2 separate regions of the Xenopus laevis genome follow, and region 2 is linked to region 1. A link is a contact called in public Hi-C data. All regions are on one chromosome and are shown on one strand. Each heading gives the region's core, a stretch centred on a gene start, on an enhancer-like site or on the middle of the called end of the contact. The rest is flanking DNA. Distances are from core to core; before and after follow the strand shown.

Evidence for each region. A called contact is a pair of places that touch in the nucleus more often than the background predicts.
Region 2: a Hi-C map of animal cap shows a contact between it and region 1, with 11 times the contacts expected there. The contact joins two enhancer-like sites. A contact is called at or near these places in 3 of 4 Hi-C or Micro-C datasets (the XL177 cell line, the XTC cell line and animal cap).

The regions. Positions count from the first base shown.
Region 1 is chr8L:71,315,548-71,321,013 of Xenopus_laevis_v10.1, reverse strand. No RefSeq gene overlaps it. Among protein-coding and RNA genes, the nearest start is that of meis3.L, 55 kb to the left of the region's middle. Within about 2 kb of position 2,998, at least 1 of the 7 cell types and tissues checked has an H3K27ac peak or open chromatin away from gene starts, as enhancers often do.
Region 2 is chr8L:71,427,748-71,432,627 of Xenopus_laevis_v10.1, reverse strand. No RefSeq gene overlaps it. Among protein-coding and RNA genes, the nearest start is that of psmd8.L, 7.4 kb to the left of the region's middle. Within about 2 kb of position 2,522, at least 1 of the 7 cell types and tissues checked has an H3K27ac peak or open chromatin away from gene starts, as enhancers often do.

The sequences.
Region 1 (5,466 bases), core at 1,749-4,248:
ACAGACTGAGTAAAGCATTAGATCATTGAAAGGTTTATTGGTGGACCAACGTTTCAATTCCGCACAGGAATCTTCGTCAGGGTGACGAAGATTCCTGTGCGGAATTGAAACGTTGGTCCACCAATAAACCTTTCAATGATCTAATGCTTTACTCAGTCTGTTTGATTATGGAGTGCTGTCCACAATTGAGATGTTTGTAAAAGTTTTACGGCCTGGCACCCAGCATTTGGATTACCCTTTTGGTTGTGCGTTCCTACTTCAGTTGGATTATATATATATATATATATATATACTGTATATATATATATATATATATATATATATATATATATATATATATATATATATATATATATATATATATATATATATATATATATACAGCAATATATCAATATATATATATAAGTACTGCTGTATAAATAAGAACATACATACATTCACGCCTTTTAATTCCCAGAGATCCAGGTATAAATTCTCAATTCTCTTTAGCCACTTTACCTGCCTGCATGTTTTTGGAGGGTGGGAGAAAACCCAAACAGACATGAGGAAAACATATAAACTTAAATTCCCTTATACCTCAGAGTCAGAGAATAATGTTTTTTGGACACATCACTGTATGAATGGTTCAGTCGGTAACCAGATACTTTGGCATATCACAGCACAATTAGCAGAATGTATGTTTTTCTATTACAGTTCAATATCTAACTACCTGTGTGACAGTCTGACTTATTTTTATCCTTTCATGTTATGGTGCCAATATACTCCACAAAACTTTATGAAGGATATTGATCATTTCCATTAGTCCCATGCACCAATGAAGTGTACAATCTAATCACATTCACACACACTATGATCAATTTTATCAAATGCCAATTTACCTTCCTGTATGATAAATTGAGACATTGTATCAGTGCATCATGAATATGAAACAGAAAATATGGGAGCATGTTTATAAACATGAACAGTTAGGAAGCTAGATAACCCTTAAACCCTTTACAAGAGAACAAAGCTGTGGAGTTTTCCTTTAGGGAACTATCTGTTCACACTTTGATAAATATGTCCCACAGACTCAGACTATTCTAGCAGTGGAGACAGAAAGAAGAACAGCAAGATCAAAGCCATCTTCTTGGCTATTTTGTGCCAAATAAATGTCAGCCTTCAATGTGGGTCTAGGGCATTACATTTATACTGAACGAAACCCAAATGAAACTAAATGTTGACCACAACCCACTCACCACTTAATCACAGCTCCCCCTTTTCATTCTCTATTGATCATTAATCCCTCCAGTTCATCCTTTTCACTTGATCATCTTCCACTTTCCAGATTACCCTCTACTGATAACTAACCAAACATGCATGTGTACCCACTGATATATTAAAACCATATGCATAATACATTAGAGCTTAAATTCCAGGATGCCCTTCTTTCCAGTAAAGCTTGTTATATATATTACATAAACTATGAGACACAGTCCATCTAACAATCCTGGGCAACACCATTCAGCAATATTCATTGTTGCGCAAGCTTAGTCGTCATGATGTACCAACAGGTCCGTTTTTTTAGCTCTATCCACTTCTAATTATAATTTACCACTTCTAAATTAATAGTGAATTATTAAAATGATACTGACATGGTAAAATGCAAACATGCTCTAAATATTATTGGCAAACTATATTCCCTGCCAAAACTGTCATGCTGAAGGCAATGCTCAGTTTGCCATTTTATTCCTGTTATACAGACTAAAGCTAGACATACACTGGCTGATATCCATTAGTATTTAGTATGGATAATGTAGTCATGGTGTGGCTACAGTTTTGCAATTTTTTAAAGAAAAAGCATATTGACAAAGTGTAGTGTGATATGCAGACTATTGGGAAATTGTTGATGATTTTTTTGGCATAAACAAACATTTTAGGACAACAGAACGCCAAATTCATGTTAACGCCACTCTTGTGAATCCTTCCCACAAGTAAGTTTATCGAGACATGGAAACAGCAAAGATCAGTCTGTGTGCTCCATCACCTATCTGGACTGCTAGGTGCAGGTCCAGACTAAGAAACAAAATAGGCCCCAGCATCAAGTACACAGAGACCTAAATAGCCCCCTACAAGCCTAATAAATATTCACTATCTAGGGCAGGGGTGTCCAAACTGCGGCCCGAGGGCCACATTCGGCCCAGGATGGATGTAAATGTGCCCCAGCTTGAACTTCTGCCAATCCAGGAAACGTAATGTTACAATGTCACGCACAGAGAGCATATCTACGCGGTTGCTAATTGTGTGCATGTGTGGTTTAAATTTTGCATGGGGTGTGCGGTGTGAGGCTTCCTAGAGCAGGAAAAAAAATATATACAGTATATATAGCTGAGTCGTAATATTTCCCAACACTCCATTGGAAAGGCAGCTTCCCATAAGTAGGTGCTCATGTGTGTGCTTTATTCTGAGCAAATACTTATGGTGCAAGTCTACTACATAATACACTTAATAAGTTTTGATCTCTATGCTAAATCAAAACTGTTCCTGTGTATAGCTAGCATGAACGTTTGGCTTCTGGAACTCCATGTTAGAAGCCTCTGAAGTCAGAAATGCTGTGGCCTAAGAAGGATTGTAATTTGTTCTATACAGCAAGTTTCATGTATTGTACTCTAATAGCAACTGTTCTGCCAATTATACGGATGGCTGCCTGGTGATTTAGGTGCCCATACCCATGTACTATTTTGATATATTCAGTGCCAATGTTCATCATAGACTAACAGAAGCCATTAATGTGTTGTATGTTCAGCCATCTAAGAAACCCAGGGTTCCAGCTGTGAGATGTTGCAGCTTCCCATATTCCTGGTTACATCAAGCCCACAAGCACAAAGCATCAAGGGAGGACAGCCATGCCCCCCTAAACCACTAAATGGCACAAGATGATGGATCACTTTCTAGGGCCTTGGAGTCAAGAGGGGATGACCTCTCAGCACCAACCCCTCCAGAGGCCACAGCTCCCCCTCTGACAGCAGGCATGCCAGCCACACAGAGCTGTCTTGATGAGGTCCTGGGGACTTCAATTAAATAGAAGAAAATGAAAGATCCATCAGAGGAGGAGGAGGGGAAAGGACAGGACAGCTAGGACATGCTGATGTATAGGACAGGTCAGAATTGATTAGATGTAGTGGGGGGGGCTTATTTTAAATGTGGAATATATCCTCCTTATAGTTATATAAAACAGAACCCCAGGCCCAATCTGTCCCTTGAGGAATACTTAAGCAGATACAGGCAGGCACCAAGCTACAGAATATCTTTTGACCTATACTGTTAAGGTAGAAATTCCAGTGCCCTTATTAAAAAAAGAGACAGATTCCAGTTTTACATCACTTGGGCACTCTGTTTATTTTCTCACATTCTCCTATAGCAAATAGATTTTTTTTATATACTTGCTTGCAAATATGAATAAACTGGCTTATACTGTTCTATGCAAGCTGGATGGGCAATATACAGTATATATATATATATATATATATATATATATATATATATATATATATATATATTCCTTGATAAAGGCCCCAACTTGGGCCGAATGTTGGATACACGAGTGATGTTAAAATAAAGAATTGAATTGAAAATGTTTGGTGTGTGGGTCCATCTTGAAGATTTTATGCAGTAATTGACCGAGCACCCACGGGTGGACTAACAAGTAAGAGTACCTCCACAAGTATTATATATGTATATATATATATATATATATATATATATATATATATATATATATATATATATATATAGTGCTGGGAGGAATATTGAAGTGGGCATTGATAATATTAACTCCTTGCAGGGGTTGCAGTGAGGTGATGCACATATGGACAGAATATGTAGAAACAGCAGTGGGATGGGGGCTTTGTTCCAGTGCTAAGATCAGAGAGCTCCCTTTGAGCCCAGCTGCTAGAATGACAATGCTTTCCAGTAGAAATTCTGTGGAGATGTTTGTGGTCCCTCACAGCAAACAGCTGCCTGGGATGATGGAGCAGCAGGGGCAAAGGCTCCTATAGGGCTGGAAATGTCCTGACCTTGGCTTGACCCTCCTGCAAAATGGCAGCTAGCTCGATGCATGGAAACGCAATTCCAAAGGAGTGCAAATGGGATGGCTGGACACATGCATGGACGAAGCCAAGAAAATGAGTTTTATCTTAAAATTCTGGTCACTATGCATTCTCCTTTCTAATCCAGATAACTGAAAATCGTGTGCTGCATGGGAATAAAGAACTTTCAGTCACAGCTATATCCCAAACTGTGGTACCTCAGGCCTTGGCTCTGAGTGCAGTGATATCTCATTAAATCACTCAGCGGCCATCTGAGAAGTACTAAATTAAGCATGTTACTCCAAGACTTGGTAAGGTCTAAATACTGCATGGGTTAGATTGTGAACACTTTCACATATATAGAACACATGAAAAATCCAAATGGACAGGATGTTATAACAAGCGGAAATTTGCACACAAAAAAAAATATATATATATATTTTTATATATATTTTGGAAATAAAACATTTCCTTAGTTAAATCTCAAAATTTAGTCATATTAGTTACAAGCAGCAGGAGATACAGCTCATGGAGCAGACAGTGAAGATGATGCTCATTGTCTACTAATGGAAAATACCTGGATGAAATTTAGTATCCATATGGCACCATGCATTGCTGTTTAGGTCGGGAATCTATTATCTTGAAGGTTTGCTACCTGAGTTTTCCAGATAAGGGTTTATTCTGTAAAGTAGATCACCATACCTTGAGTACTAAAAACATTTAAGTATTAAATAAACCCAACACAATATCAAATACAAAGTGTTTTACTACTACAGAAAAATGAAAATCATTAAGAAATTTTTAATGATTTATTTTATTATTATGTCTAATGGAGCCTATGCCGGAGGGTGTTCTCATAATTTGTTGCATTCTTGATATTAGTTTACCAGAGATCCAGAGATCCCATACCCGTACAACAATATGTTTGGAAAACCAATCATGTTAAGGCATACGCATTATTTCCAGAATGCCACTCAATGGTATGACAGCCTATCAGGACACTATTAAGCCAAATGAATACAGTATGATGGGGTTGTAGTAACAATAGAAACATTTGCTCTGGTATAGTAAATCATAGCAATTATGTTCTTGCTATGTAAAAGCACTGGCTCACTATTTATAAAAGTGCATACAACACCAGTTACAGCAGGCTTTATGCCAGAATTTTACACCTCAATGAAATAGGCTAAGTAAATGAGGCTAATGATACACAGGACTGTTCATTGGCTGTTCTCATTGAAAATGCAGGCAGAGAGAAACCTATCCACTCTCATGCCACAAGTGCACTGATGGCATGGCATCAGCCTGAGAAAACACACCCGGAGCAGATTTCAGCGTGAAAATCCATATTGTCACGAGCAGTTTACTATTATTATGTCCTATTTATAAAGCCCCAACA
Region 2 (4,880 bases), core at 1,273-3,772, 110 kb before region 1:
AGGCAGAGTAGGCACGTGCCTAGGGCTCAAAGCTGGGGGGGGCTCCAGGCACATACCTCCTCTGTCGCCTACCCCAATTCCGGTTCCCAACTGTCTGGTTGTTATCACGTCTTTTTCGCTTCTGTGCATGCGTGAAAACGCCATTTCGCGCATGCGCACGAGAGCGCAGGTTCGCGCATGCGCACACGAGCGTAGATTCGCGCATGCGCCGCTACTGCCCGGCTTGCCTAGGGAGCCTGGCCAGCGTGGCCCGCCTCTGATCCTCAGGGTTTAATAAATTCCGAAAAATTCATGATTTTTTAAAAGTCCAATTATATTAAAAAAAACACATTTTTGTGATTTTTGCATTCAGAGTTTACTAAATAACCCCTAAGTGTTGTGCAGTCTTTAACACATACCTGAATATTACTATAGGCTAAAGTTGAGAAATACCTCCTTACCTACTTGCTTCCACTCCATGGTGTTACAGAACCTATATGCACACTGAGCAAATGTGTTTATATGCATTTTGCAATACAGGTAATTGCATTTTTCTGCATTAAATATACTTTTATCTATATTTCTCTGTAATAGTAAATGGGATCAATTAGCTCTCGTATTTAGGTGCATAAGAAAACTCCTGTGTATATGGGTACTAATGTTTGCAGTACAGCAAAGCCATGACATGCTGGGTAAAATGTAAGGATCTGTGGGGAAAATGGTGGCTTGTATAGTTTTTGTACAAAAATGTGTTGTGTGCCCTTAGTTAATGAATACAAATTGAGACCAGCATGTGTTAGAAAAAAGTCACAATACCAAGTGCCCAGTGAGCAATATAAGAACATGTGTGTAAACGGTTAACAACAGGAAAGCAGAGATTTTTGACTCCACAAATGGCTTTTCCCAGGTAGCTATTTATAGTCAGAAATTAACCTTCCACCCTCCATTCCTTGGCTTGCTGGGGGTTGGAGTGATTTGCTGTAATTGAACTGAATTAAATCAGAAATATCCTCATTAAAGGGGAGGAGAAGTTGCCTTTTTTCACATATTTTATCTCATAAAGTCTCTGTCTTTCACAAAATAATTCCCAAGAAATAGAAGAATGTTTGATTTTATTATGGGGGGGCTGGAAAGTTTGCAATCTGTTTGAAAGTCCAACCATAGCAATGATAATAATTTCAAACAGAATGATCAAATCGCCTAGTATATAATATTCTCCCATCCAAAGTCCTATGGAAATATCAAAGATATCTATAACCACGAAATAATGTTTCTGAAAATATTAGTGCTCCTCTACAAAACAGCACTGTATACAGACATCTGGCACAATTTGGCATGTTAAAGGCTTATAGGCATATACACTCACTTTTGTGCTCACTTTTACACTTAAGGGATCATTCACAATGCCCTATGCATTGTGCAAAAGAAAGTCGCAATTTTTATGTATTTTGCCCACTATGTGAGGCATTCTGCAAATGGTCTCAGGCCTCTGTTTCAAATTCTGCCTAGGATCAAGTGTTGCTTGCATTATGCAGTTCTTGATTAAATAAGGCAGTAAAAGTGTATAGTCATTCAGTTGTGCAAGATACAGATGGATTTTCGATCCAGCACTCCATGAGAAGAAGTGCTTAGGAAATAAGCACTAGGGGGCATGCTGTTGCCATTGTTGATGCGGTCCTCACCCCAATGGCCTGTATCCTCATTGGGACAAGCTATCGGGTCAGCCTGATATCACCTACCTCAAGGTGGGCATATCAAGGAAAGATCTGCTTGTTTGCCAATCACTGTGGCCCTATCAAATATAGCTATCCTTGTTTAGTGGAACCAAGCCCTTGCAATGACATTGTTTACATAACAGAAAAGATCACAACAATTGTCTGAACCCCAATAACCTTGATGCAGTCAGTCTCTGGCCGCTTTGATACCCAGACTGACATGTAGCAATGAACAAAACACCCCACTTGTAATGCAATGTGATTGTTATGCAAGTTGAGGTTACGGGTTTCCTTAGTAAAAATAATTTTAGGCCAAAAACACAAACATACGCCACTGAACACCAGTCAGGATCTGCTGTTGGGTCTGATGACTCTGTTGTCATGCCCCTGTTATGTGTATAGGATGTTCCTGGTGTTACTAAATCCATTTGTTTAGAGATAATTTGGAGTGAGGGTATAGGTGTTTGTAGGAGAGATGCTGTAGGGCTCATAAGGGTGTGGAGAAAACACATGGGAACATATATCTGTAATAAATAAATGTGCAGATGTAGATTAAAAAAAGAAAAAGAAAAAGAAAAAAAAAAACCCCAGTGCATCCAGGCTTATGCTAATTAATGTATGTAGAGAAAGCTTAATCAGATCAGGCATGACCAGCCTGGGGCCCTGAACTAGAGTTCACACAAAACCAAATCAGCTGAAAGATGAATACATTCTGAGTTCAGCGCGATTGGTGAAGCTACTGTTGGTGTAGCAGGGGCAGGTGCTCTGGGTTCTGATTGTTAGGCGGGGGGGGGGTTCTTAGGCTTGACCTGATTATCGTGAACAAGCTAATAGATGCTTGACAGCAAGATGACTTGTTGCCAGTTCTTACAAATACCAGCAGGTGTCCCTATTCCCAAACCTTTAGGATAGGAAGGTTTTCTACCAGAGGCTTATGGAATTGCTAAAATGCAATAGCGATTTGTAAAGCGGATGTACCAGTTTGGTGTTAAGTACAATGTTCTGTTTCTTTGTGGAAAACCCTTATAACTTTTATTTGTGTAACTTTCTAGAACCGGTAGGAAATGTGTACTTGCTTGGCTAACAATGACTGCACATGTGGACATTTTATGCAAAAATCATGTACAATTGTATAATGTTATTTATATTTCTATGCAGAACAGAGTATGAAAGATAAAGTTACTGCATCAACCATAATTATAACCCCGCATTTTGGTCTGCAGGTTTCCGCTAAACCAGATCTGCTCTCTTAAAGCTGCTCTGGGCTACTGAACTCAACAATTTTTCTATTCATTAATTAATGCATTTTTAAAAAATTATTTTCTCAGATTGAATATGCAAATTAAGGATTGGACCTGGTTTTGTATTTGGCAGAACCTAATATATTCATTATTTTGTACCTTCTGATTAAGACAAGCGAGTTAAAGGATGCTGGGAATTAATGGTAGACTGTTTCTGTCAGATGTTATGGAAGTTGAAAGATATCTATTATCTAGAAAGCTCCAAATTATGGGAAGGCCATCGCCCTTTGAGTCCATTTTAAGCAAATAATTTTAATTTTTAAAAATGATTTCCTGTTTCTCTGCAATTATAAAACATTAGCTTGTATTTGATGGTAATTAAGGTGCATGCTTCCATGTTGGTGGCAAAACAATCCTACTGGGTTAATTTAATATTCAAAAGGTTTTTAGCAGATTTCAGGTGTGGTGATAAAAATTACAGAAAGATCCCTTATCCGGAGAACCCCGGTCCTATGGATACATAGAAGATAAAAAAGATTGTGGCAGTGAGTAATCCATACATACTACTGAGTAGTATACTATTGTATTTCCACAGAGAGATCCTCTGCTCCCAACCATATTAATATTTAGGTCATTAAGAGGCAATATATTCAAGCTGGTCAACTGCATCAAAACCATTCCTGGTCTGGCCAGTCTGACACTCACTTTCATCTTATTTATTAAGAATTCTAGTATTTATTTAGACATTTATATAGGCACAGAGATTTACCTTGCAATTTGCTTTCTAGGCCTAAAAATCCCAAATGATTGCCCTTTGTATTGGACAAACAGGGATCACCTGACAGGTTTGAAAGCTGGAAGCTACACAGGCCTGGAATGAGAGACAAAATAGGCCCTGGCATTTCAAGTACACAGAGGCACAAACAGCCTCTGCCAGTGATTGTCTATGGCATTTTATATCAGCCCCTCTGGCATTTGGCAGAACCCACAAATTGCCAGTTTGCCTGTTGCTACAATAGGGGGCTGACCACTTCTTCAGTATAAACTATAGCAAAAAGAAAAGCTTTGCTCACCACAAATTAATTTAAAAAAAAAAAGCAGTGGTGCAATGAGGGTGTGACCACAAAATCTGCATACATTTTTTGGCTATACCCCCATAATACCCCCATGTAATAATTTAAAATTGTATAACTTTACAAGTATATATATAAAATAAAAAAACAAATTAACTTGATATATAGAGAGTGATATGATATATAGAGAGTGATTTTTATTATTTGTGGTTTTTGAGTTATTTTTATTTATTTATTATTTTTATTAGCTTTTTATTTATCAGCTCTCCGGTTTCAAAATTCAGTAATCTAGGATCCAAATTACCCTAGCAACCATGCATTGATTTGAATAAGAGAGTGAACTATGAATAGGAGAGGCCTGAATAGAAAGGTGAGTAATAAAAAGTAGCAATCACAAGAAATTCGTAGCCTTACAGAGCATTTGTTTTTAGGTGGGGGTCAGTGACCCCTATTTCAAAGCTGGAACGAGTCAGGAGACTAAGGCAAATAATTCAGAAACTACAAAAAATAAAAAATGAAGACCAATTGCAAAGTTGCTTAGAATTGGCAATACTATAACATACCAAAAGGTAATTTAAAGTTGAACCACCCCTTTAATGTGAAAGTAATATATTTGAAAAAAGAATATCCGGACCAGCACTCCCTATATAATGTGATTCTTTATTTTTTACGTATTGTACAAATGTCCGTAAGTTTCTGTTCTCACTAGGACCTTTCTCAAGAAAATCAAGATACAGTTATGTATGCTATATGTATACTGTAGTTATTATCTACAGTACGCTTTGTGTAGCGTAGTCACCTGGTCGGTATTTTACCGTCTTGGCCGGTAAAAATGATGTTTGACCCCAATGTTATTGATAGGTAAAAAAGAT